Regions from separate parts of the Mus musculus genome. Here all the other regions are linked to region 2. A link is a contact called in public ChIA-PET data. All regions are on one chromosome and are shown on one strand. The core of a region is the stretch at or near the end of the contact, and the rest is flanking DNA. Distances in the headings are between cores, read along the strand shown.

The links. ChIA-PET counts read pairs in DNA pulled down with a chosen protein or histone mark.
Region 1: an RNA polymerase II ChIA-PET map of memory CD8 T cells shows a contact between it and region 2, with 18 read pairs. The contact joins two enhancer-like sites. A contact is called at or near these places in 2 of 115 datasets of contacts at active chromatin or transcription factors (large pre-B cells and memory CD8 T cells) and 1 of 9 other capture datasets (adipose tissue).
Region 3: a contact with region 2 is called in an RNA polymerase II ChIA-PET map of memory CD8 T cells, with 13 read pairs. The contact joins two enhancer-like sites. A contact is called at or near these places in 1 of 115 datasets of contacts at active chromatin or transcription factors (memory CD8 T cells) and 1 of 9 other capture datasets (liver).
Region 4: an RNA polymerase II ChIA-PET map of memory CD8 T cells shows a contact between it and region 2, with 31 read pairs. The contact joins two enhancer-like sites. A contact is called at or near these places in 3 of 484 Hi-C or Micro-C datasets (the G1E-ER4 cell line, bone marrow-derived macrophages and trophoblast stem cells), 3 of 115 datasets of contacts at active chromatin or transcription factors (effector CD8 T cells, large pre-B cells and memory CD8 T cells) and 1 of 9 other capture datasets (adipose tissue).

What each region holds. Positions count from the first base shown.
Region 1 is chr12:85,701,777-85,708,108 of GRCm38.p6, forward strand. The region is part of intron 2 of Batf (basic leucine zipper transcription factor, ATF-like); the gene reads left to right. Among named protein-coding and RNA genes, the nearest start is that of Batf, 18 kb to the left of the region's middle. Within about 2 kb of position 3,910, at least 326 of the 459 cell types and tissues checked have an H3K27ac peak or open chromatin away from gene starts, as enhancers often do. A contact at or near this core is called in adipose tissue and memory CD8 T cells, where this site is marked.
Region 2 is chr12:85,301,858-85,308,740 of GRCm38.p6, forward strand. Nek9 (NIMA (never in mitosis gene a)-related expressed kinase 9) reads right to left here. Exons shown (of 22, transcript NM_145138.2): 18 at 6,073-6,132; 19 at 4,280-4,509; 20 at 3,606-3,767; 21 at 1,610-1,816; 22 at 1-69. Among named protein-coding and RNA genes, the nearest start is that of Zc2hc1c, 17 kb to the left of the region's middle. Within about 2 kb of position 3,109, at least 106 of the 459 cell types and tissues checked have an H3K27ac peak or open chromatin away from gene starts, as enhancers often do. A contact at or near this core is called in adipose tissue and memory CD8 T cells, where this site is marked.
Region 3 is chr12:85,621,127-85,628,257 of GRCm38.p6, forward strand. The region is part of intron 2 of Jdp2 (Jun dimerization protein 2); the gene reads left to right. Among named protein-coding and RNA genes, the nearest start is that of Jdp2, 25 kb to the left of the region's middle. Within about 2 kb of position 3,750, at least 91 of the 459 cell types and tissues checked have an H3K27ac peak or open chromatin away from gene starts, as enhancers often do. A contact at or near this core is called in memory CD8 T cells, where this site is marked.
Region 4 is chr12:85,657,799-85,664,137 of GRCm38.p6, forward strand. It overlaps the pseudogene Gm33312. Among named protein-coding and RNA genes, the nearest start is that of Batf, 26 kb to the right of the region's middle. Within about 2 kb of position 3,288, at least 40 of the 459 cell types and tissues checked have an H3K27ac peak or open chromatin away from gene starts, as enhancers often do. A contact at or near this core is called in memory CD8 T cells, where this site is marked.

The DNA.
Region 1 (6,332 bases), core at 2,660-5,159, 400 kb after region 2:
TGCACACCTTTAATCCCAGCATTCAGAGTGAGTTCCGGGACAGCCAAGACTATAGAGAGAAAAACAAAACAAAGAAAGATTAAAAAAAGAGAGAAATATGTCTAATGAGATAAAACATGAAATACATTTAATAGTGATTAGTTCTGCTATTATACTCTTTTTAAGTATCTGCAATGAATATGATTCTCAATCTGGCTAAGCACTGGGCTCACCAGGGAAGTATTTTTAAAATCTTGATGCCTACACCCCATTTGTAGCAATGAAATTGGGGCCTCTAAGAGACAGAGGGTGGAGTCTAGACAATGTGGAGTCTGCATGTGTGCTTGGTAATCACACAGCTTGAAAAGTGCTTTGTCAAAAAAAAAAAAAGTGAAATAATGCAAGGCTGAAAGTGACCTCGGGACAGGGATGGGGCAGGGATGCAGGGAGACCTTCCTAAGCCCCTAACCTCGGAAATGATATGTGAATCAAAGCAGAGGCTGAGACGGCCTGGGGAAAGTGACCAATGGCAGAGACTCTGGGCCACAGGCAGAAGTCCTCAGGGACATGCAGCCCAATGTGGAAGGAGTCCATAAGCTATGCATGTCCTCGGTCCCAGCACCTCGTGGCTGACACACACTCCAAGCCTCTGCTCTCTGTTTTTCCACATTGGGCTTCCTGTGGTACCCTGGGAGCAAGCCATCCATCGGGATTTCTGTCAGCTACAAGTCATAAATAGGCCATGGAGGGGCGGCAGCAGCAAGCCTCGCTTTCTTTCTCTCACATACCAAGCTCAGGAATGGAAAGAGCAGGTCTCTGTCAGCGTCATCTGCTTGGCTCTCCTCTCAAGGCTGCAAGATGGCTGCCGGCCCTCCAGGCCTCAGTCTGTGTTGGCGGGGGGATTGATTTGTCCTTGCCCAGCAACTCTACCATGAAGAGAAAAGAGAACCTCTGTCCCTGTGCCTCTACCTACATATTACAGTCATAATTATGTCACACGCACACACACACACACACAGCCCCAGGTGCAAGGAAGCTGGGTATTTGTGTCTCTCTAGCTGAAAACAGTGGGGTATTTGGGGAGGACGCTAAGTGAGCCAACCTCTAGTAGGCCCATGGAAAAAATGAGGCCCAGGTAACATCCTTCCAACCCTGTGACTATGACAGGACCACGAGAGCATGATTGGTGTCTGACCAGCTATTGGTGGCCAGGAGCTGAATGAAGCCAACTCCAGAACCCAATGTGTGGTGACTCCTCCCCACCATGAAAGTCAATGGTGGCAGATGGAGGACCGGTCCTCTCTCTCCTGGGGAGCAAGCCCACCTCTCCATTGGAAACCTTCATCAAGAACTGTGGGCTCCACTTGCCATGTGTACTTGATGTCTGGCACATGGTGGCACCAACTCCAAATGCCATGTGAATTGGAAGGTTACCATGCTAACGATAGTGTGCATTTTCCTTTGGGCAGAAAAAAACTACAGAGGGTATTTCATCCTCTGGAAATGGCTGTTAGAAAATGCAGGAAGGTGGGGCTGGAACTATAGCTTGGCACAGGCTGCTCTTTCAGATGGACTGCAGCACCCACACAATGGTGTGCAACCATCTGTAACTCCAGTTCCAGGGGATCCGACGCCTTCTTCTGGCCTCTACGAGCACCAGGCACATCTGTGGTGTACTGGCATGCAGATACGCACATAAAATTTTTTCAAAGAAAATGCAGGAAAGTCAAAGCACTGGAGAGCTGGCCATGAACAGAGCAGAACAGAGCTGTAAGGCATATGCCTGGGGAGTCCCTGCTGAGCCCCCCGCATGAGCTCAGGCTGGACCCCAGCCAGGCAGTGCCAGCTGCTCCCAGTCTCTCTCCAGCTCAGCTGCCTGGGGCTGAGGGACTAGCCTGGGGATTCCCCTGTCACTCAGGAGCTCTGAGTGACCTCCTCTGCAGCCCCTCCAATTGGGGATTTCCCAGAATGTTCCCACACCTCAACGCCTCCTCCTTAGCCACCCCCAGCTCTTGATAGATAGAAGTGGCATCAGGTGACCCTACAGGTGAGGGAGGATCAGCTCGAGGGAGGGAGGGAAACTGGGAGGTTGGCCAGTGAACTGAGCCTGAGACAATCTAAGCTCACAGGCTCCCAAGGCAGGAGGCAAAGGACGGGTGTTTGTGCTGCAGCCTACAAGCTGTGTGGTCTCCTGACAGGTTGCTTAACTTTTCTGTGCCTCAGTTTCTCCTCTTTTGTAAAAGGGTGTGTTATGCAGTGGTGTTACCAAGATTAAATATGATGATAGCTATAAAATATACAAAAGGGTGGGTGTCATGAGGCATATTCCTTTAACCCCAGCACTCAGGAAGCAGAGGCAGGCTGATTTCTGTGAGCTTATGACCAGCCAGGTCTTCACAGTCAGTTCCAGTCCAGCTAGGCTCCAATAAGACTCTCAAAAAAATAAAATATGTGTGTACCATATATGCACATCTATTTAAATTGTGGTGCCAGACACACCCATAGGCACATGCACAAAAATATCAAAAGGCTTGGGGAGGAGATTACAGGCGCTAGTCTACTAATACATCTAGGTAGCCAATTTGGAATCTGAAATATTGGAAAATTCAAGGGGAAACTGGAGACACCCCCATTCCTGTAGCTGTCGACATTAGCTGCCCAACGGGCACCCCGTGTAGCCTATAACCACCAAATGGCAAGGTTAACCCAGATCTAGTTAGTTAGAACCTGTCACCAACAATACTAGTCCTCCCTGGAGGACCCAATGTCAGGAATAGCAGGCTCCAGCTGAGGATCTTTTTGGACTAGTCATCTTGCCTTCAGGCGAAGCAGCTGGCATCCAATAGGAAAAGAGAGTCCTCCTGGGGCCACGCAGCCAAGACCACCAATGATCACCATGGTCATGGAGCCAGGGCTGGCTCATGTTGAAAGATGACGCTTCAATGGAGTGCTCTTCCAGGGTGGCAGATGGAAGTGGGCGATTCTGTGGCTTCAGGGGCGTGGCCAACTCAGCCCGTGGTATTATGTGATGTTGTGCTGCTATCCCTTGGGAGGGCACTGGGGGCACAGGGGGCTGAGGACTTCTCGTTGCTCCTATAGTCAGACCCTCAATACAGGAGAGGCAGAAAGGAGGAATCCAGTGGGAGCCCAGATCTTCCTGGCTATGGGTCTTTGGATCCAGCATTTGAAGTTTTTGTGCTTCTGAGGAGACACACATGAGGACCACAGCACCTCTCATAACTGCTGCCACCAGCCTGTTTTTAGGGACCCAGGCAGTATGGTTTTGCTCCAGGTCTCAATTGGTTTCCTTGGTAGGATGGCTATACTGACTGCAGCAGCCGTTGTGAGAACCCTGATGGGCCTAACCACATTCTGAAAGGTGAAGAGAGCAGGCTAAGGTGGAGCAGGGAGGGAGGCAGGCTCGCTTGATCTCCACACTGCCTAGTAGAAGGACATTTCCTTCACACACACACCCTCACCCCTCTCCCTCACTGAGTTCCGTCCCTTCTCACACCCGGAAGTTGGGTAGGGGTATAGTCATTGTCTTTGTGGATAAACAGCTGACCCCAACTGTCCCTTTAGCTAGATGAGTCCTCTCCAGAGGCCCTGCTGCCCTCTACAGCTTAGAGGGATGGGGCCCAAAGCAGCCACTTCCTCCTACAAGTCATTCTTTCTCTAGGGAGTGGCCAGTGTCTGCAAGGCTCCGAGCTTACAGACATTCCTCTTGCAAGCAGCCGTCTGGCTTTAAGAGGTAAAGACACACTTTGCCTCATGGTGAGAGGCAGCAGGCAGTGGTTAGTCAGGTCTACCCCAGCGTGGGCTTTGGCATCTGTAGGCCCAGGAGGTGACAGGAGAAGGCCAGCGGGAGCTCCGCAGAGCGCCTGCTAGTGACTTGCCCTGCAGTCACTTCCCGAAAACTAGGCCGGCCTCTAGGCGGGGAGACGATCGGAGCCCGCCCACCCAGTCCGTCCCTCCTTGCTGCCTTGGGGTTTGCCCAGGCTCTTCGGAGCACGGAACTTACAGTAAATGGTGTAACCAGTGGAAACTCTCAGAGGGGGCGAGGAAAGGGCCAGGACTCAGGGCCCCAGTTCCCGTCTTAGCATACCGCTCCACCAGGTTCATTTCGCCCACCTTTCAGTAACGGGGCGCTGCCTTCCTGGTAAAAGGCTGACCTCCCTCTGGGATGTGCCAGAAAACAAAAACCAGCGAAATGCCCAGCTGGCCTCAGCCTGCAGGAACAGCAGCAGCCAGGGATTGAGCATCCAGTTGTCGGCTTCCCTCAGCCCGCTTGAGATGGGGGTTTCCTTTGCACCAGACTAGGGGCCCTGGTTAGCTCAGAGAGCATTCAAAGTGTCGCTGAGGCTCAGCGCCTTCCCATATGACCTTCAAAAGAAATGGAAGCTGTCTTGATGAGCAATGTCAGGGTCCTCTGCTCCTCCACAACTTAAAAGAGAAACCCCGACTGTACTGAGTTTCCGTGATTGGCAGTATAGCTGATAAATCCCATCTCTCCTTAGCCTGCAGCTCACTCCTGCTGGATCATTTAGGGTTAATTTTAAATGTCAAGTTATCGTACATCTGCTAACCACTATACTTTTGAGTCAACATTCTCATGCCAACAATTGATGTTATCAGCCAGTCAGTCCACAAACACTTAAGTTCACTTGGAGCTTAAACGGGCATTTAATACATGCTTAAATAATTAAAGCAGGCTTTAATTATTTGTATCATATTTAATAGGGTTTTTAAACTTGCCCGGGCGTTAAAACGACCTAAGACACCTGTTAAAAGCTCAGATTTCCAGAACTGAGGTGTTGGCTCCGTTGGTAAAGTGCTAACGGAGGACCTGAATTGTGTTCTCAAGCACCCATATAAAAAGTGGGGCGGGGGGAGCACGTGGCTGGAATGTGGGCGATGGCGAGATTGGAGGCAGATCCCTGAAAGCCCGAGGGCCACTGGCAGTTCCAGGTAATGAGACATCCTCTCTCAAACAAAATGTGGACGGTGCCCGTGGGAGTTCTTCTGACCTCCATGTGCGTGTCACACATGCGTGCACCTGCACCCATACATGTGTGCACACACATGGAAAAGAAAAGCCCAGATTCCAGAGTCCAAATTTCTTCCCAAATCCCAGATCTGCAGAAGAGCTGCCTGCAAGCTTCTGGCCTGAAATGAGGTTCCTTTGCCTCTCAGGGGACTTGGGGGAGGCCCCCAGGACTTGGCAAGGTTCTGTTTATTCAGGTCCGGGAACCCCATTATCTGGAGAAGTTGTTGTTTCTCAGCAACTTCTATGCCCCAGTGCTGTGGTGGCTGGTAAATGACGCAGTCCCCACAACACTGGAAGACATTTCTGGACCAAGCGCTTGTTGCCTCTGCACAGAGTACAGGGCTCCTCCTTGTTTGAAGTTTCACCCTCTATGGTTTTAGTTAGCCAATGTCAACTGTGGTCTGAGGATACTGAATGGAAAGTTCCAGAGATAAACAATTCATACGTTTTAAAATAACTCCAGCTATAGTATACTGTCATAAATGTTCCATTCTGTGTTTATTTATTGATAATCGCTTCCTATGTTTAATAAACTTCATCAGAGATTTACAGGTGTAGGGAAGCTCATAGTGTCTTCTGGGTATTGTCCAAGGCTTATGGATGGTTTGGAACAGGATCGCAAAACCCAGGAGGGAGCAGAATAGAATGCCAAGTCCATCGTAGATCCTCAATATTCAGAAAGGCTATAAGCACCCTAGCACCTGAGCAAAGCAGGCAGAGCGCGTGAGGCAACCACAGACACAAGGCACTTGGCGTGTGTTGGGGAGTAAGAGGCACAAACTGCTTTCCTCTACCTGGGGCTGGCCCGACTGCCAACCTAGAGGTGCATACGTGCGTGCGTGTGTGTGTGTGTGCGCACACACACACACACACCACGGCAAGGTTTTCTGAGGTTTGTCCCTACCAAACTTGTATGTGTATTTCATCCCTAGTGAAACAACAGAGTTGAGGGGTGGTGGTGGCCACAAGGGGGGATTGTGTCACTAAAAAGTACTAATGTCTTTCTCAGTTTCTCTTCTATTGTTTTTCTTCCTTCTCTCTTCCCTCCTTTCCTTCCTTTTCAGTGTTGCAGATTGAACCTAGGGCTCCATTGCTTCTTCACACTAGGCATATCTCCCAGCCCTTGAGAATACTCATCCATTTAGAGACAGGGTGACAAGGGACTGTCTCTCTGTATTTCCTTTCTAGCCTGGGCTGGCTTCAAACCCCCAATCCTCCTGCCTCCCCGTGCTTCATGACAGGACTGTGCCACCACTCCCAGCTTGTCTCTCACTAGTGAGGGGATGGGACTGGTTATTGTAAGTGG
Region 2 (6,883 bases), core at 1,859-4,358:
TAAGTCAGGCTTTGGATCCATTTCCATTTCTTCCTTTGCTGTCTGGGTTCCTCTGGAGTGCATCCCCACCTGTGCAGACAAAGCAGTTCCACATTAGCTACAGTGCCTGGCCACGGCACCAGGCTGCTTTCAATAGCGTCTGACCTCTCAGGGTTTGCTGTCAGTCTACGGAAGGCTTGGCGGCACTGCCTTGGAAACAGGCTCTATCTTTACACTTAGGCAGTAGAGCAACAGCTGCTCTGGTTTGTCCAGCTCTACAGCATTTGGGGGATGTAGTATGAAAAGTGAACTGGCTGGGGGTCTCAGTGCACACTTTTGATTCCAGCACCCAGGAGGCAGAAGCATGAAGGAGGATTGTCTCCATGAGTCTGAAGGCACCCTGGTCTTATACTGAGTTCTAGACAAACCAGGGCTACCAAGTGAGAGCCTGTCTCATAAACAAAAATAAAAACCAACCAACCAACCAACCAAGCCACTCCACCAGTCCTGGATAAAATAATCTTGGTGTGTGGGTGCTACAGCTGCCAATATAACCTTCTGAAGTGTTTCTCAGACATTGTTTCTCCTAATCTTCAAAACAACCTTACACAGTAGGTTGTAGTCACAAAGTAAGAAGTCCAAACTCACGTTAGGGGTGAAAGGCAGAGCCAAGGAATGACTCTTCCCTCCCTTCTAGCTGAACTGAGATAAAGGGATACCCAGAAGCATCATATGCAGAATGCTTTTCCCAAGCTATTAACCTGAACCCAGGAAAGCAGGAATTCTACTTTCTAGTTTTCAGAAAGAGCACGTGTGTGCTCATGCCACTGAGTGCAGGCAGAAGGACATCTGCTGGGAGGGAGGGAACTCTTCCCCACCACTGTGGGCTCTGGGGACTGAACTCAGACTGTCAGGTTTATATGGCAAGTGCTTTTCTTAGCTGAGCCTTAAGCTGAGCCCCAACCTTAAGCCATTTTTTAGAATCTACTTTAAAATGGTTCATCAAGGGCTAGGGATGTAGTTCAGTATCAAGCATTTGCCTACCATGTGTAAGATATTGGATTCAATCCCCAGTATTGCACAAATATACAAATAAAATGGTTAGAATAAGAATGTACTCAGGTAGTAGTGGTGCACGCCTTTAATTCCAGCACTCAGGAGGCAGAGGCAGGAGGATCTCCCAAGTTCAAGCCCAGACTGGTCTACTCAGAGAGTTCCAGGAAGGCCAGAAACACAGAAAACCCTGTCTCAAAACAAAACAAAACAAACCATCCAACCAAAAAAAAAAAAAAAAAAAAAAAAAAGAATGTATACATACCTACCAAAAGAAGTAATTTGTTATTACTATTACTGAGCCTATATGGTAGGCATATGGGTGTTTGTTATAATGTTTAAACATTTTCACAATAAAAATAGAAAAGCCAAACAATTAGTAACAAAAAAAACCAATAGAAGTTAGGTGTTATAATAAGCTAGATAGGTCCAAGGGCTCCTGGAATCAAGTTCAAAGTCCCATCATTGAGAGACAGGGAGTCACAAAGAGCTAAGTCTACTTTTACTTTGCAGCTTGTTTCTGTGACCTTTCAAAGCAGATTTAGAATTCAATTACTCTTTTAATGGATGTTCTCACCTGCTGGCCTCCTTCCAATTTCTTGTTGAGCTTTTGTAGTTGGGTAAACATCTGGAGGTTTTCTTGCTGGAGCTTCTGCTGTTCTTCCAGACACTTTAACACCAGAGCCTGCAACCTGTCAACCTCCACCTGCAGAGCACTGCACGCACAAGCAGCAGAGGTCAGGGCTTTCCCAACACACGGCACTGCAGGATCCAGCCGAGGGGGCTAGGGACAAGGAGGAGATAATGCACAGGATCTGCCATGGCTCCCCAGTACAAACAGTTTCCGTTAACCAGCAAGATAATACAAAAATACGCAAAAACAGGTGCAAATGAAGGAAAAAAAAAAAAAGCCTGGATTCCAGTGGCACTTGGTACTAACAGGACAGTGTTTAGTGCTGCTGCAGAATCATCTATTTGGGAGGATTTTACAAAACTCTTACTTTCTTGGTTTTTGTTTTTGTTTTTTGAGACAGGGTTTCTCTGTATAGCCCTGGCTGTCCTGGAACTCACTCTGTAGACCAGGCTGGCCATGAACTCAGAAATCCACCTGCCTCTGCCTCCCGAGTGCTGGGATTAAAGGCATGTGCCACCATGCCCGGCAATTCTTACTTTAATATGTTCTACTTTAAAGTGCTGAAGTGCTGAAGTGAAGTTCTGATCAAGTGAGTGAGGTTCATAAAATGTAGTTGGTCACACTGTGTCAGAGATTCGAGAAGAGTTTGTGAAGAACACTGACAAGACAATTTAAGAAGGCCAACCCAGGAGGGGAAAGGTTTACTCTCAGGTTTTAAGGGCTTTGTTGCCACTCTCCTGGGAAGGCTTTCAGTTATTCTAGTTGGGATTTTTCTCCCATATACACTTTTAAAATTAGCAGGTCAGAGCCAGGTGTGGAATGCACACTTTCATCCCAGCACTTGGGAGGCAGAGGCCGACGAATCTCTGTGAGTCTGAGGCCAGCCTTGTGTACAGAGTGAGTTCCAGGGAAGCCAGAGTCACACAGAGAAACCCTGCCTCAAAAGCAAAATAATAATTAAATAAAAATGAGATGAATAGCAGGTTAGCAAATGCTAGCTGGGGACTCATCCATTCTGTATCACAGGCTGAACACCGCTAGCCTGAAAAGCCTACTTGCTCCTAAGTCCAACACTGTGTGAGCACTGACACGATACCATGAGGGAAATATCACACCTAAGCTCCTGAGATAGACGGCCTGCAGTCCAGAATAGGTATATTAAAATATGACACAAAATAACCTCCAACCACAAAATGGCCTTTAAGCTATGTTTACACAGCATTATGTATATACAGATATTCCAAAATACACCAAAATGTGAGATTGAAAGACTTCTGGGTCCCACTCATCTGGGCAAGAGACACTCAATCTGCATCTGTGACTGCTTTGTGCTATGACGTCAGAGCTGTAGCTGCAAAGGGTTAAACAGCCCACAAAGTCATGTGACGATGCCGTGGCTTCTCTAGATCTGTGGTGCCCTCTGGTTTAGAACTGATTTACAGTTTCACTTCTACCCAGGCTGGCTGTATGCTGTTCTTTCAGCAGACTCCAGGCATTGCTTCTTACATACAGCTCAGCTAACACTCATGGTGCCATTAAAACTGAGTTTGGAGCCTAGGAACGTGGCTATCTGTGAAGAGTTTGCTTAGCATGTAGAGAACCCTGGGCTGGACCCCACACTGCATAACTGGGTGTGTGGCACATGTCTATATCATCATCTGGGAGGGAGATAGAGGCAGGAGTAACAGAGGTTAAAGGTCATCCTCCATCCTTGGCTGGGCTACAGAACCTGCCCCATAAAGAAACAAACCGTCACAACAAAAAGACCATTTGGAAATTCATGGTTCAGCTTAGTACTCCTGAGGAAGAAAGGAAGAAATGACCCTCTTGTGCTGGAAGGCAGAGCGGCAACTGCCAGGACAGTGCAGCACTGGCCCCGAAAGTGAGAGGACATGATGAAGCCAGGAGAGCCCAGGCACAAACAGCCACTGTCAGTTACCCAGGCTCCTGCTGCACGCTGGGGCTCCGGAGGAACTTCAGATGCGACCTTGAGTCCCTGCAGCTCTTCATAGGGCAGCGTGTCCTTCTCAGACTGTGAAAACGCCGCACTTAAGGGAGCGGGGCTGTCAGGCATGGGAATGAACTCTGCGTTTTCCAGCTCCTAGGCAGACAAGAAAGAATCTCACCAGTTTGGCTGCAGCAAGTTCCTTTCTCCCACGGTCTTTGTAGCTTTCACTTTCACGCTGCTGTGACAGCAGCGCCCTCTAGTGGTACAGAATGGTGGCTGACCACATATATTGCCTAACCTGGAACCAAACTTCAGCGATGCTAGCTCAAGTTCAGCAAGTTGTATCTGGTTCATTTCCCAACACAATTCTACACACACTGTCTGCTGGTCAGGAAGCTTGACGGCAAGGCACTGAGGCCTCCTTCCAGGCTGCCTTTAGTCCCAGCACTTGGGAAACAGAGACAAGTGGAACTCTTTGAGTTCTAAGCCTGCCAGGACTACAAACTGAGACCCCGTTTTAAAACAAAACACAGATGTCTTCACGGGTGGGAAAGTGAAGCCTTGACTCCTGTCTCAATTAGTAGGGCACTAGAAACTGAGACCTTGGCAGCCCTCACTAGCTCCTGTCACAGGCTTATCTGAAGCATCTGTTCTGAGGGCATTACCTTCCGAAGCCAGCCAGGACAGGAGCTGCTAGCCCCACAGCTGTTTCCCACGGCCTCCGTGGGACTGATTAAGCCTTCCATCCCACGGTCTGCTTCCATTGTTCCTCGGAAGCCTCCGCTTGGATCTGGAGTTTCAGATTCCTGTTGACTGTCTTCCTCTTCACCCCCGCCGCCGCCGCCACCACCACCACCACCACCAATGCCACCTCCTGGGCTGGAGCTCTGAACCACTGGTAGATGTGTAGCATAGGAAAGAAAGAGCTTCGTTAGGCCACAGAGATTTAGCATCTGACACCTCATTCACCCCCACAGAAGGTCCTAGAATTGCACAAAGTGGAACGTTCAAACAAATATTTGAGACTAAATTGTTTTTACATAGATAGCATTTGAATTTGTAAAAATTATTCTAAAAAGATTTTTTAAAAAAAATTTTATGGGTATGGGTGGTTTCAGCTGCATGTATGTCTGGTACCATGCACATGCATTGCCCTTGGAGGCCAGAAGAAGGTGTCAGATCCTCTGCAACTGGAGTTACAGATGGTTGTCAGCAGTCATTTGAGTGCTAGGAACCAAACCCCAGTTCTCTGTAAAAGCAACAGGCACTCTTAACTGCTGGATTGTTTTTCCAGCTCCACAGTATTTTTAAGTTATCACATTGATTTATTATGTGTGTGGATGTGGGCATGTGTGTATACACTGTACTGTAAAGGTTAATTCTCTTTTTCTATCACGTGAGTCCCAGGACTGAACTCAAATTGTCATGATGGCAGTATAAGCCTTTCATCATGAGCCATCTTATGGGCCTACATTTTTTCTTCCTCTTCTCTCTCTCTTCTCTCTCTCTCTCTCTCTCTCTCTCTCTCTCTCTCTCTCTCTCTCTCTCTCTCCTTATTTTGGCTTTTTGAGACAAAGTTTCTTTGTGTAGCCCTAGCTGTACTGGGACTTGCTCTGAAGATCCGGCTGGCCTCTGGAACTCAGAAATCCGCCTGCCTCTGCCTTCCAAGTGCTGGGATCAAAGGTGTGCGCCACCAACACCCAGTTTACAAATTTTAATTCTTGAGACAGGAAGGATCCTCATGCCACCCAGGCTGGCCTTGAACCTCTGACCTTACTACTGCACTTATTTCTACTTCTTAGTGCTAGGATGATAAGCATGTGCCACCATGCCAGGCTTACATAAAGGTATGTGTTACAATCACCAGAATTCATGTCTATTTTCTAAATCTTAGTGCATCTCTGGCAGGTAAATACATTGAAGTGTCCTCCACTAGTATTTGTCTTATGTAAAAAGTTGTTCAGCATTGAGCCAAGCACCCCTTAAGTCTCCCCAAAATAAGAAGATGGATTCTGAAATAATGGCACATCCATGACTTCTCACAGGTGGAAAGCTACCAGAGGGTTTAGGCTGATTTTCCTAAGTTGAAAGCTAGTAACTGACTTTTCCTTCAGAGGGCCTATTTTGAAGGTAAATTTTGTTTGGTTTTTGAAGACAGGGTCTTACTATGCACCATCTGACCTCAAACTCACAGAAATCCACTTGCTTCTGCCTCCCAAGTGCTATAGAAAGACTAGACTGCCTGGAATACTATGGAAGTAAAGGCTCATGGGATGGTAAGGAATACAAATGTCCCATTACAATGTGGAACAAGTCTCTTAACTGTATCACAAGTATGTGATGCAGGCAAGAAGATGAAGTCACCCTGATAACAATGCCAAAACCTCAACACTCACCAAAATACAACCTTTCCTCTCAACCCAAAGACCAAGCTGGTCCCTGGGGCTCCACTGCTTACCAGTTCCGATGGACAGGCCACTGCTATTGGAACGGATGGTCTTGGAATTCAACACTTTCTCTGAGGAAAAATGTGCAGTAGGTAAGCACTTTGTACAGACACTGGGAGGAAGGGTGAAGAAGACGGGTCAGGGAAGAAACTGTCCCTGTCATTCCTGACCCTCAGTAACTCAGAACTCACTATTTAGAAGTCAGTCTCGTAAGTGAAACGCTATTGAGCTACTGTGCTCAGTGCTGCACTGGGAATTCTCTATCTCTGTGCTCACCAGAAGCAGCACGGAAGCTGTACAAGGTAGCAATACCTACACCTGGCCCCAGAGATCCTGATTAAACTAGTCAAGGGCAGTGCAGGACTAAGGTTTATAAAAGCCATGCTTTTATCATGAATTTCAAAGTACTCTGTATGCAAAAAGCATTTGGAAATTTTCTTTTAAAAGAATTACTAAACGTTTCTCAAGAAAACACAAATGTAGACATAACATTATTAAATGGGAATAATAGATTCTATGATGCAGATGTATGCTGGGGGAAGAGCTCAAAACTGTTCCATTTTAAAAAGGTCCAAACAGATGGTGGTGGAACAGGCCTGCAACCCCTCAACTCAGGAGGTGGAAGCAGGTTAGGAACTCAAGGTTGCTCCTGGCACTAAGCACTGAGTCTGAGGCTAGACTGAGTTATAAAACAGTCCAACAGAGAAGAAACGGTGGATGACTAGCTGGGAAATGACAATGTTCAGTTTCTGCCACTCTGCATGACATCTTTATCTAGTACAAGACTTGAGGAAGCAGCCCCTGCTTCAGAGTAGCACATCC
Region 3 (7,131 bases), core at 2,500-4,999, 320 kb after region 2:
CCCTGTCTGTGCCAAGATGGCTGTTGCTGGGTCTCCTCTGTGCTCTTCCCTGGTAGCCATGTTTGCTCTTTCCCTAACAGTGAATGGGTGTCACCCTGCTCAGCCTGGTTTCGCAGGCTTTGTTCCAAACACAATGCTGTCTTTTCTTAGCCTTGGAAACAGGCTGTTCTGAGTGGCTTTTTTCGAAAATGGCCCTTCCCTCCTGTGTGTGCTGTAAATCAGCCCACGCCTAGCAGCCTTTTGTTTTACAGGTTCTCTCTTGACCCAGAGGAGATTTTTCCCCCCTGTGGGTAGAAGGCCAAGGACATTACTTCTTGGTGAGGGGTAGTGAGAAGATACGTTAGTTTAATGGGTGAGTCTGTGGCACTGGTCTAACAACTCATAAAGGTCTACTAATTTGTAAAAAAAAAAAAATATATATATATATATATATATATATATATATATATATATGCTTCTTCCCAGAAGACAGTAGCCTTCTGCCTGGCCTGCCAGTGTCTTGCCCGGGACCTGGGCATGCTTGCTTCCCACTCTGAGCATGCGGCCTCATGACGCATGGAGATATAGAATTTTAGGGGTTTGTCTGTTCCATAACCTCAGGCTGGGGTTTAGTGTCCAGCCCTGTGTTCCTCTCTACTGTTGCCAGCAGGTACAGGCACCAGCTGTGCCTGGGCACTGGGGAATTCCTGCAGGGCATCTGGTGCCTCCATCAGCACTCCCACAGAGCCTTCTCCCAGGGTTGCCAAGGGGCCCTGAGGGAGCAAGGCCTGGTGCTTGTGTTTGTCATGGTTACATCCTGGTTCTGCAGACAGCAAAGTGCAGTAGCAAAACACTGGAGCAGGAGTCAGGCAGGAATCTCGGGATCTTGTACGAGGGCCATAGGGCTGGTCCCCGTCACTGTAAAGGGGGAGAAAGTTCCCAGGTTCCTGTCTAGATTGAATTTCCTCTCCTTTTAGCAAATGTTGAGCAGTCTACTGGGCACACAAAAAGCCAACAAGACACAGGCTTTGTCTTCATGAAACTCCCAGTGTTGTGGAGAGAGCCTCGGAGGGTAGAAAGCAGCACAGCAGGGCCAAGGGTGAGTTCAGCATTGAATGGGAGCTCTGTGCAGAGGGATGCTTCTCAGCCTGAGGGCTCAGAGTCAAGGAGGACTTCCTGATGGAGATGATATTTCCTGCCCCCCACCCCCCCAACGTAAGCTAGAACATGGGATGGGAAGACCAAAAGGAGGCTCCCAGCAGAGTCCGGCAGGGTCCGGGGACAGATGGTACAGTGGCTTGGACCAAGGTAAGAAACAATTCAAGGTGACACAGAGCAGTCAAGTAGCCGAAGAGGATGAGCCCAGCAATGTCCTTTGAACTTATCCTCTAGGACCCAGTTCCTGTCCCCAAGTGTGAACCTGGAACCAGCCTCAGTTTCCCATCTGTACACTCTAGGAGTAGGTTTAGATGTTTGCCATTTAGTCTGTGAAAATAGAAACGTCTTAAAAGAGATCTAGGGAATGTCGGTGTGCTTCCTGCCATGTGACCATTCCTCCAAAGGACAGAATGAATGAGCCCAAGGAGGATCACAGAGGAGGTCTAGCCCAGTCAGCCACGACAGAGGCAGCCGGCCGGCACAGAATCGGCTAGTTTCCCTGCCTGGAGAGCTACAAGCGACTTTTCCCTCTGCAGACTGTGGTTTGTCCACTGGTAAATGAGACCCTCTCGGGATCCCTTGAGGGTGCTCTTGAAGGTCAGAGAGAAGTGGGAACTCTTGCACTGGCTAAGTGTTTTCATGATCCAAAGAGGCGAGCTGTTGTATAGAGTTGACGGTGGTGATGAGACCCCAGGTGTCTGGTGGCAGACTCCACTGGAGGCCATGCAACCCACAGATTTGTTTGTTTGTTTGGTTTGGTTCAAGTGGTATTCGGTTCAAAGTGGAATTAGTTGGCTGCATTACAGATGGTTGTGAGCCACCATGTGGTTGCTGGGAATTGAACTCAGGACCTCTGGAAGAGCAGTCAGTGCTCTTAACCACTGACTGAGCCATCTCTCCAGCTCGAGGTTTTACTTCTTAAAAAAATTATTTCTTTATTTTTATTTAATGCACATTGGTGTTTTGCTTGCATGTATGTCTGTGTGAGGGTGTCAGGTCCCCTGGAACTGGAGACAGTTTTATTCCCATGTAGGTGCTGGGAATTGAACCCATGTCTTCTAGAGGAGCAGTCAGTGCTCTTAACCACTATACCATCTCTCCATCTCCAAGAGGTTTTACGTTTAAAAATCTTCAGCTAGTCTTGAAAACTTGAAAGATTGGGCAGCATTGAAACTGCTTGGCTGATGCTAATCTGGGCATCCCTCTGCAGACACAGCCCTGTCCAGTCCCTCTCCCTTATTAACCATTAATTAGCCAGCCTAGCTCTTAAAGGTGGCTTCGGTTTGCAGCCCCTGTCTTCAACAGCCATTCATGTGAACTTGCTCATGAGGCCCTGCCCAGAAGCAACAGAGATTCAGCCCTTAGCCACTTGCACTAGATGGACTTGGCTAGGGAAGAAAGGTGGCCAAGGGCAGGTAGTTTTCAGTACTCAACCTTTGGAAGTGCTTTGGAGGGCCAGAGGCTTGGCCCTGGAAGGCTTTAGGGAGACCCTGGGATTTCCTCATCCCTGCAGGAGAGGTGGTCGGCCCAGCCTAGCTGGCCTGGGCTGGCCAAAGTTTCACCTCTGGACTATCCTACTTTGTTGGTAGGGAGCAGGGGAACCCCTGGCTCAGTGCAGCCGGTTTATGTGGGGAATGTCTGGTATGTTTGTCATTTGGGTGTTTACTTTCCAGGGTGCTCACGGTCCCTGGTGTTGAAATGTGGCTTCTCTGTGTTGGAGGGGAGTCTTGTGGGCCTGGCTAGTGGCTCTAGGCCCAGAGCCCAGCAAGGCTCTTCCCCCAACACTGCACCCCTCTCTCTCTTTTCCATGCCAAGGAGGAAGATTGAATGTGCCTCTAGAGCATGTACGGTGTCTTAGTTACCTTGTCACATGCAAAAAAAAGATGCTTGCAGAGCCTTTCCTAAGCTCCAGGCTCTGGGCTGGATGGAGCTGTGTCCTTCCAAACCCACTCTGTGCCATCCCTGTGCACTGAGGAGTCAAGATTCAGAGAGGCCACGTGACTCGCCCAGAAGCCCACAGCCTTTCTAACAGAGCATCTGATCTCCGACCCTGAAGAATGGTACAGCTTGTGCCATGCCCACATGCCCAGGCCTGGCTCTCTCTGTGTGTGCTACCGTCCTAAGACCCTTCAGATTCTAGCAATACTGTTAGCTTCTGCTTTTCACTGTGCCCCTGCCTGCCTGCTCTTAATGTTCCTTTACTGCTTTATCCATGTTACCTTCTGTGAGAGAGTCAGTGTATTTCCTGCACCTTGGGTTAAACGTGCTGTTTTCTTTCTTGTTCTCAAAAAAAAAAAGAGAGAGAGAGAGAGAGAGAGAGTCTCACGTAGCCTAAGCTGACCTTGGCCTAGATACTGTAGCCAGCGATGACTGAATTTCTGATCCCCCTGCCTCCACTTTACAGGTGTGCACCACCACGACCAGTTCATGCAGTGCTGAGGGTGAAGCTGGGGCCCTTCTGCACCATAGGCAAACACTGTCACTGAGTCATAGCCCCAGCCTTCAAGAGACATAATTTTGAAACTGCTTTGGAAATGTCAGATGTCACACGTCAGTCTCATGTGGCCACCGAGGCAAAGTGTGTGGCCCGAGGAACATGATCAAAGGTGAAGACTAAGCTGAAGAGAGCGGGAGGGGCCCTTCCATTAGCTCTGCAGCTCTGCAGCTGTTACCCTTTCCTCTTCACTGTACGGGCAGTGGTTTTTTTGGTTTTTGGGTTTTTTTTTTTTTAATTTAAAAAGACCCAAAGAGGAGAAAGCAGAACGAACATTGCTGTCAGAAGTAGAAGCTTCGGTTGTGACTACATGTTCCCATTGTGAGAGGACATGGCTGAAAAGACTGTGTGTGTGTGACACATGTAGACCATAAGCCTTTCCATAGAGCATAAATGTTTGGGCCCCAGGGGCAAAAGATCTAGATTTGAACCCTGAACTGTCACCGATCATACCAACAGCTTTGTCTATAAAGGGAGAGGTGGTAGAGAGCTGTGCTAGAGAACCCCAAAGATGGAGAAGTAAATATTGTTTGTTTGTTTGTTTGTTGTTTGAGACAAGATCACACTGTGTAGCCCTGGCTGTTCTGGAACTTACTCTGTAGACCAGGCTGGCCTTGAACTCACAGAGATCCTCCTGCCTCTGCCTCCCGAGTGTTGGGATTAAAAGTGTGTGCCATCAACGACTGGCAAGAAGTAACTATTCTTGATTTAATTCATGAATATACATTGAAGGCCCTTTCCTTCCACAGGGTGTTCATCTGGGTGAAGGCAGTAGAGAGAGGGTAAGATATTTATGTAGGTAGAGTAACTATCAATAGATTGATAACCTCAGGGAAAAGTGACCAGAGACAGAAGCATACGTGAGAGAGGTGAGCACAAGTCATCAAAAGCCCCTGGAAGGAAACAGACAGGAAGATGATAAGAAGAAAGGCACTCTCCATTGAGGTGGCAGTGAAATGTAGAGCAAGGAGTCCCAGCAGAAGGGACAGCACTCGGAGAACCTGGGGACAGGGAAGAGCACTGTGCTCTGATGATGAGACAGGAGGCCCCAGTTGCTGAAGTCAAAGGTCAAAAGAAGACAGGCTATGGAAGAGCCGGTCAGAGACGGTTTCCTTCTCCCACTGGGCCCTGTAACAGACAAAGGTCTGTGCTATAGGTAATGGAGGCTGTGGAGGGCTGAAAGCAGAGATGACTGACATTTTAGCCAGGGGAGGCCTCCCGGGAGCCTTTGCGGTGGTGAAGGGCTCAGCTGGGAGGGTCTGATTGGGAGAGGCTGTGGTGATGGTCATCTGATCCTCTGGTGCTTACAGGCAGGATCCCTGCAGACTGTTAAATGGGCTGCCGGGTGGGGTGGGGTGGGATTAAGGTGATTTCAGGTTTGCATTTGGTTGAACAGTCAGGCAGAGGGCAGTACTTACAAAAAGAGCACAACCAGAAGAGAAATGTGTTTGTAGGAAGACTGGCCAAGGGCTCACCATGGCCCTCTGAGCAAACTCCTATACCCACAAGTCCCCCCGGGAATCAGATTACAGACAGATTCCAGTCGGGCAGGTCTGAGGTGGAGTTCAGGAAGGAAGCAGAGGACAGGCAGATGACTGTCCGCAGACCTGCTCTCTGAGACTTAGGGTCCTGGAGCCTCCACCCTTACCACCAGCCTCACAGTGCCTGATGGCAACTGTCCAGAAAGAGTTAACAGTGACGGTGACCCCAGTCCCTACATTGTGTCCTGCCTGACAGCTCTGCGTGGGTCTGTTATTGCGAGTGGGTTTTTGTGGGTGGTGGTGGGCTATAGAACTATGTTTGGGATATTTTTACTCATCCGGTAGATCTGTGTCTACCTTACCTGCTTGTGACCCATCATAGCAAGGAACGTTACCCAGTATCCCTTGGTTTGAGCTTGGCCAGTGGGAAGCACCAATAGGGAGGAAGAATTTTTTTTTTAGTTAAGTTTTAAGGTATTTTTAAGTAAGATTTATTTTGGGGGTGGGTGCAGAATTTCAATCATGCACCCAGTGTGTTTTGACCAAGCTAGCCCCATCCCCTCCACTCTAGCTCCTCTCCTAGCCCCCACAGTGATTTCTTCCCAACCTCAGTGTTTATCGTTTACCAACTGAGTGCACTCAGGGCTGCTGGGATGTGTAAGGAAGGGTGCAGGGCTATCTACTGCAGCAACGGTGTCCTCTCATGGGCCGCATCCTTGAGGTATGCTGACCCTGCTTCTCTGAACAGCCATCAGTGGCTCGTAGCGCCTGCGCTAGGGTGGGACGTGATACCCACCTCCTGTCCCCGAGCTGGCATTTTGTCTGTCTTGAGCTGGCCTGTGCTGTCATGACGGTTGTGAGTTTCTATGCACAGATGCTCAGATGTGTCCTGAGAACAGCTTTGCTGCAGTCATGCTCCATCTCTGGCTCTTCCACACGCTTCACCCTCTTGCACTGTGATCCCGAAGCCAGGGAAGGAGGACAGGAGGGAGGACGGGAGGGAGGACGGGCAGTAGACATCCCATCTGGGACTGAGCTCTCCACGTGCAGACCCACTGTGGGCTTTGTTAGTCGACATCTGCTGCACATAGGATCTTCTCGGTTGAGGGCTGAGAGACTCATTAACACTAGTATAATGATAAGCTGTTAGGAGTCCATCTAGCAGAGTAGTAGGTTGGAAGAGGGAATTTTAAAAGCCAGTTCTTGCGATCCATCTCTCCCCAGTAGCACAGTTTGCTTGCTTCTGCAGATGCTTGTGCGAGGGGCCTCTGCGTCCGTGTTCTGGCACTCTGAGAGGCTGGTTCTAGAGACATTACTGCTGGGCACCTCTTCCTGAGATGACTGGGGACCACCTTCTGGTCCTCCTGTATCACAAGGAACCCCTGACTTCATGAGGGGGGAACCTAACGTCACAGGCATCCTCCAATAGCAAATGATAGAGACCTCCCTCCATCAAACTCACTCTCCGTGCCAAAGGAGAGTCTCAAGTCCACCCTGAACTCCAAAGGCAAGCAGCGTAGTCAGGAGTCAGGCCACCTGGTGGGATCAAGACGATCAAGACACCTTTTCTGTCTGTGTGCTTCTGCTTGCCTCTGTCTGTCTGCCTGCCTGTCTGCGGTCTGTCTGTCTGTGTCTCCCATTTATCTCCAGCTCTTCATTTGTCTTTGTTTCTGCGTTCTACATGTACCTGTTTCTGCCTGGGACTGTCTCTCAGGGGCACTGCCAGGGCGAGCAGGTGAGGGGCCTAGACTTCACAGTGAAGGACATAGTCCCTCCCTGCTACCCATCGTGTGCTTTCCGAGACCCCAGGGTGAGGGTCTCCTCCAGTGTGTGCCCTGAGCACCTTGCTCACCCTCCTTGGTCCACAGTTCTTCTCTATGCCTGTGACTCCCTCCTGCAGACAAGCAGTTCCCTCCGTGCCTCTTTTTTTTTTTTTTAATTCCTGTATATTTCAACTGCCTGACCTTTCTGCCACAGGCAACGGTGGAAGTTGGTGACTCTGCACATCTCCTGTGTCCC
Region 4 (6,339 bases), core at 2,038-4,537, 360 kb after region 2:
CCTTCATTAAGCTGTAGACTCTTTGCCCAGAAGTCCCTTCTGCAGAAAGAAAAAAAAAATGGATGTTAACAGAATCGGACTGAGTTATAGTCAGTTTTTCTCCTGCTATTAAAAGGAATTATGGGCCAGGGAGACAGCTCAGTGGGGAAAGTGCTTGCTGCCTAAGCATGAGGACCCCAAGTTCAGAGCCCCAGCTCCCACATGAAACTGTGGGAGCAGCAGCATGTGTCTAATTCCTGCAGTGCCTAGCTCTTGGGAAGTGGAGACAGGAGATTCCCTGGAAGCTGGAGGGCCAGCTGGCCCGGCCTACATAGCAGTGAACAGGCTCTGCCTCAGATAAGGTGGAAGGTGAGATGGTAAGGACAGACACCTGAGGTTGCCGTGGCGTGTCTACCCCGCAGATCTCCCCCTCTCCCATGCCAGAAAACATGCACTCTCTCTCTCTCTCTCTCTCTCTCTCTCTCTCTCTCTCTCTCTCTCTCTCTCGCACACACACACACACACACACACACACACACGCACACATGCATCATACAGAGAAAGAAATCACAACATTTCCACATGCCCCTAAAAGTATCAAAGGCCTCATGTATTACTTCCTTAGGGCCTAAAGCCGTGGCTCTCAGCCTTCCTAATGCTGTGAGCCTTCCATACAGTTCTTTGTGTTGTGGTGACCTCAGCCATAAAATTACTTTTGCTGCTACTTCATACCTGTAATTTTGCTACTGTTACGAACGGTCATGGAGATCTCTGTGTTTTCTGATGGTCTTAGGCAATCCCCGTGAAAGGTCCGTTTGGTTTCCCCCCCCCCCCCCATGGCCTCATGGCTACTTAGTTCGTGGCTTGTCACAGGAAAATAAACACAGAGCAGGGTATTCAGCCCTCCCAGGAGATTTCAGGCCAGTAGTAGAGGCAGAAAACAAATTGAGGGTGCGTCAGTGTACGACTTCATTTTAGTAACATTTTAGAAGAGTCTCACTCAGATGCACTGAGCACGTATACTTCTTGGCTTTCTTCAGTCACCAAGGGAGTTCACAGATAATTGTTTATTCCTTTACTTATTTTGGTTTTTGGAACAGGGACTCCGTTGCACTACAGCCTAGCCTGGCCTCACCCTTCCAGAGATCCTCCTGCCTCAGCCTTCTGACTGCTGAGATTATAGGCATGTAGCATCGTGTGCAACCTGATGATACGTGTACATCAAAGGTCGAGAGAGGTCATCTTCCTGGCCCAAGATGCTGAGCCTGTCAGGGACAGAGAAGGAGTTCAGTCAAGGCCGGGGTCCTGAACTTCTGCCCACTGTCTGGCTACTTGAGCAGGAAAGGTTGAATGAAGTCAGGTTGTCGGGGAAGGAAGGGTGACTGCGTACAACAGTTGTGACAGCTTGGGCTCCTGCCTGCTGCCAGCCACCTGGGGGAGCCTGACTTTGAGGATCACTCCTCTGCTGCTGTCTGGGGTCCCTTGGCTGCCTCTTCCCCTCTGCCTTGTCTCCCCCACCTGCACCCCATCACCCTAACTTGGCTAGGTTGTAGGTTGGGGATCTCCATCTTTATGTGATTGCAAGCCATCTAAGAGGGCAGAGATGACAAGCCATGCAGTTATCCTTTGGGCATGGATAGGGTGGAGAGGCAGACCGGGAAGCTTGCCCAGTTGCCATGGAGACAATGATAAGCCCCCAAAGAGAAGATAGTGACATGTGTTCTAGCTTACAAAGCACTTCCTTCAATGTTCTTTGTTCCTTAACTCTTTATTCAAGGCAAAGCTGCTGATGTCATTGCATCACAGACTGGGGCAATAGTTCACGTGGTAGAGGGCATCTTGCATGAAGCTGTGGGTTTGGTTTGCCAGCATTGCATAAATTGGACATGGTGGAGCATGCCTGTGGTTCCAGCACTTTTGTAAAACACAGGGTTGTTTTTTTGTTTTGTTTTGTTTTGTTTTTTCGAGGCAGGGTTTCTCTGTATAGCCCTGGCTGTCCTGGAACTCACTTTGTAGACCAGGCTGGCCTCGAACTCAGAAATCCGCCTGCCTCTGCCTTTTCCTAGCTCTGTTCACTGAAGGAATTTAAGGATATCCTCAGCTACATTGTGAGTTCCAAGACAGCTTGGGTTTCATAGGACCATGCCACAAAACAAAACAATATATTATGTGTCATGGGACTGTGGTAGTTCCTGGTGATCTTCCCATCTGTGGCCCTAAAGGCTATCATCTTTCTTGGCTTCCTTCCTCTTGCTCCCACTGAACTGCATAGTTGATATTTCCTAATTAACTTCTCTGTATCTTTACTTTGACTCCATTTAGACCAGTTCATGTCATTGTCAGGTAGTCACCAGAGAGGACTGCTCCAACACAAATTTAAGTCAATAGAAAGTCTTTATTAGGCTTTTTGGACAGGGATATCGAGAGGCAAGATGTAGCTACTAGTATCCCCCAATTTATATGGTAAATCCACCCGGATTTGCCACCAGAAGATTTAGATTGAATATGGCTTACAAGATTAGGATTCTAGTTGTTGTGCCTAGCGATTAAGTCACCATTGTTTCTGGGGAAAAAAAAAGAAAAAGAAAAAAGAAAGAAAGAAAGTCTTTATTAGCCAGCCAGTGACAACACTGGGTTTTCGGGATCCCAGTGTAGCCCTGAGCCTTTCTTGGGATGGGCTTTTAAAGCACAAACCCCATGTTTTGGGTTGACATACTTCAGCTAACAAGAGCAGTTCGCCAGAAGTGGAACTACAGAAACTAAAAAGTAAGGTTAGTTACATTCTGAGACTTTCCCAGAGCCGTGGACTTTGATGGGTTAGGCCTTTGTTTTAGTTTTGGCAGGTGATGGTGTGTTCACAATGAGTTTTACAGCCTGAATGGCATTTCCATCATGGAGTCAGTCATGCTAAGGTCTGGTGCCCTGCTACCAGAGAACAGAAAGTCAGGATGTAAGGGCCTGAAATCCAGACAGGCCTCCTTCTGAATCATGTGACAATAAATTCTGTTGGGGCCATGGCACACACCCCCCCCCTCTCCGTGTGAATAAGGCAGCCTGGCTCCTGGATGCAGGTGGTGGGGCCTCTTCACCTGGTACCGGCTCGCTTGTCATTCAAGGTTCCCTTCAGGCGTGGCTGAACTTTCAGTGGGTTTTTGGCTTGAAGCTCACCCAACAGCGAGCCGCTGACTAGAGGAACTTAGCCTTTGCTTGGGGGGTTGGGGGGGGAGGTAAGCAAAGAAGTGGTTTGGAGAGCGAAAGGCTCAGTTTGCCTCTGCCTGGTAGCCCATGTGAAAGGCGCTTGCTTCTGTTTGAGGTGCAGGGTGTCTCCGGATGGGACCAGGAAGTGGTAACTCCTTCAACCTGGCCGCCCGTTCACACCTTCAGTGACTCATTTTGATGAAACTCAACGGAACTCCAAACACCTGCACACACCGTGGAGTATTTTCAGATAGAAAGCTTCCCAGCTCCCTTCTGTACAGACCCCAGGAAACAGACCCACCAGAGGCACCAACAGCCCGAGAGAACACTGTTCCTGACTGCGCACACCTCCTTGCTCCCGTTTCTGCGCTCCTGGATACAGTAAGCACTGGCCTTGAGGGGTCCAAGGCGAGCAAGTAAAACACGCTGGGGTGACTGTTTTATGCACACCCATCAGAGGCACAAAACATATACATACATGGGGATGCATGTGTTGTGTTTTTATAAGCAGATCACTAATTTGCATATTGTGACTGATGTCAGTTTTATAAAATAAAAATTCGAGTTATGTGTGTATCTAAATTTATGTCTCCCTAGATGATAGAATTATAATAGTTTAATTGTTTTGTTTTGTTTTGTTTTTCGAGACAGGGTTTCTCTGTGTAGCCCTAGCTGTCCTGGAACTCACTTTGTAGACCAGGCTGGCCTCAAACTCAGAAATCCACCTGCCTCTGCCTCCCTAGTGCTGGGATTAAAGGCATGCGCCACCACACCCGGCTCATTTCTTTCTTTTATTTTGTAAAGAGTACACTGTAGATATACAGATGGTTGTGAACCTTGTTGGGAATTGAATTTTAGGACCTTTGCTCACTCTGGTCAGCCCTGCTCGCTCTGGCCCAAAGATTTATTTAATATTATACATAAGTACACTGTAGCTGTCTTCAGCCATGCCAGAAGAGGGAGTCATATCTCATTACGGGTGGTTGTGAGCTACCATGTGGTTGCTGGGATTTGAACTCAGGGCCTTCAGAAGAGCAGTCTGCTCTTACCCGCTGAACCATCTCACCAGCCCCCTTCCATTCTTCCTTTCTTCCTTCCTTTTTTTTCCACATTGTTTTCAGACTGCACCTTGTTTAGTAGTCTAGGCTGGCTTCCAATTCCCCAATGATTGAGCTATGGGTATACTCTCTTCACCTACTTTGATTTTTTGTTTGTTTATTTGTTTTTTTGTTTTTTTGAGACAGGGTTTCTCTGTATAGCCCTGGCTGTTCTGGAACTCACTTTGTAGACCAGGCTGGCCTTGAACTCAGAAATCTGCCTGCCTCTGCCTTCAAAGTGCTGGGATCAAAGGCGTGCGTCACCAACGCCCAGCTGATTCACTTATTTCTTATTACAAAACTTTCTGTCTCTTTCCGCCATTTTGGCGCCTATGGAGGCCTGCTGGGAACAGGACTTCTAAAAGCAAGTGTGTCTGGAAGGCTGTGGTGCAAGGCCATTTTTGCTGGCTACAAGCCAGGTCTCCGGAACCAAAGAGAGCACACAGCTCTTCTTAAAATTGAAGGTGTTTATGCCCGAGATGAAACGGAGTTCTACTTAGGCAAGAGATGTGCTTATGTGTATAAAGCAAAGCAAAGCAAAGCAAAGCAAAAACAAAACAAAACAAAACAAAACAAAAAAAACAAAAAACAAAAAAAAACCCAAAAAAACAAACAAACAAACAAAAAACAATACAGTGACCCCTGGAGGCAAACCAAACAAACCCAGAGTGATCTGGGAAAAGTAACTCGGGCCCACGGAAACGGTGGTATGGTTCGTGTCGAATTCCGAAGCAACCTTCCTGCAAAGGCCATTGGACACAGAATCCGTGTGATGCTGTACCCATCCCGGATTTAAACTAATGGAGAGTAAATAAATAAAAGCAAAACAAAAACAAAACAAAACAAAAACCCAAACAACTTTCTGTAATTGACAACGACACTAAGGACCACTCTAAATCCTTGGTCCAGAGGATGCTTCTTGAGCCAGATTGGAGACCCGCTAAGATTCCCTTCTGAGCTGGGGAAAGCCTTGCCTCCTCTAACCAATATCTTTGCTGCCCTCCAGTGGCTATCTGGGGCCGCAGCACGCCTACTGTCTCAAACTGCCTATTTCTTCTATTTCTATTTCTATTTTGTTTCCCAGGAACCCGGTTTCTTAGAACTGGCTTGCTTTTCCGAGTTTGAGGGCCATTTATATTCAGTGAGGTACTCGGGTGTGACCCTTTTCAAGATCCGGTGGAAGTGTCGATCTTGTTAATCTCCAAAAGATCCCAGCTCATTGCAGACCCGAAAGGGCCTGAGTAGTGGCGCTGAGAGCCCACGTTCTCACAGAGGAGCCGCATTTGGTTTTTGTTTAGGGTCCTGACTGCTGAAGTCCACCAAGCACACCTTTCCAAATGCTAAAGGCAGTGTTTCTCCTGAAGTAGGAGGAGGTTTCTGCTTTGGCCTTCCACTCCCAGACGTTTTTGTATCAAGCTAATTGCTCCATCTCTCTGTCCTTCATCTGCCGGGGGGGGGGGGGGGGGGGTTGTCATCATGCCTTCGGGATTTTTTTGTTTCTCTGTATAGCCCTGGCTGTACTGGAACTCACTCTGTAGATCAGGCTGGCCTCGAACTCAGAAATCTGCCTGCCTCTGCCTCCTGAGTGCTGGGATTAAAGGTGTGCACCACCACGCCCAGCATGCCTTCGGGATTTAACACACACACACACACACACACACACACACACACACACACTGTGCCACCCCCAGCCACTAGCAGGGGAGCCGAGTCGCTTTTCCTGTGGCCATGGCTCACAGACCTGTATTGTCCAACCCTGTGGGGGAATCAAGGCTGCAGTCCATCACGCTGCAGCCACAGTCAGAAATCAGAGAGGGGTGGGTGCTGTTCTCAGCTTTTCTTCTCTTTATTCAGCCCAGGACCCCAGCCCATAGAACTGTACCAACCAACCACCTCCGGGAACACAATCTAGATACTGCCGGAGAGGCTAATCTAATCTAGGGCCCAAAGCTTGTCTTGTAGGCAGATCTAGATCCTGTCCAATTGACAATATTAGCCATCTCAGAAGAGATAGCTTATCTTCATTTTGCAACCAAGAAAAGCAAGATTCAGGCAGGCTGAGTTT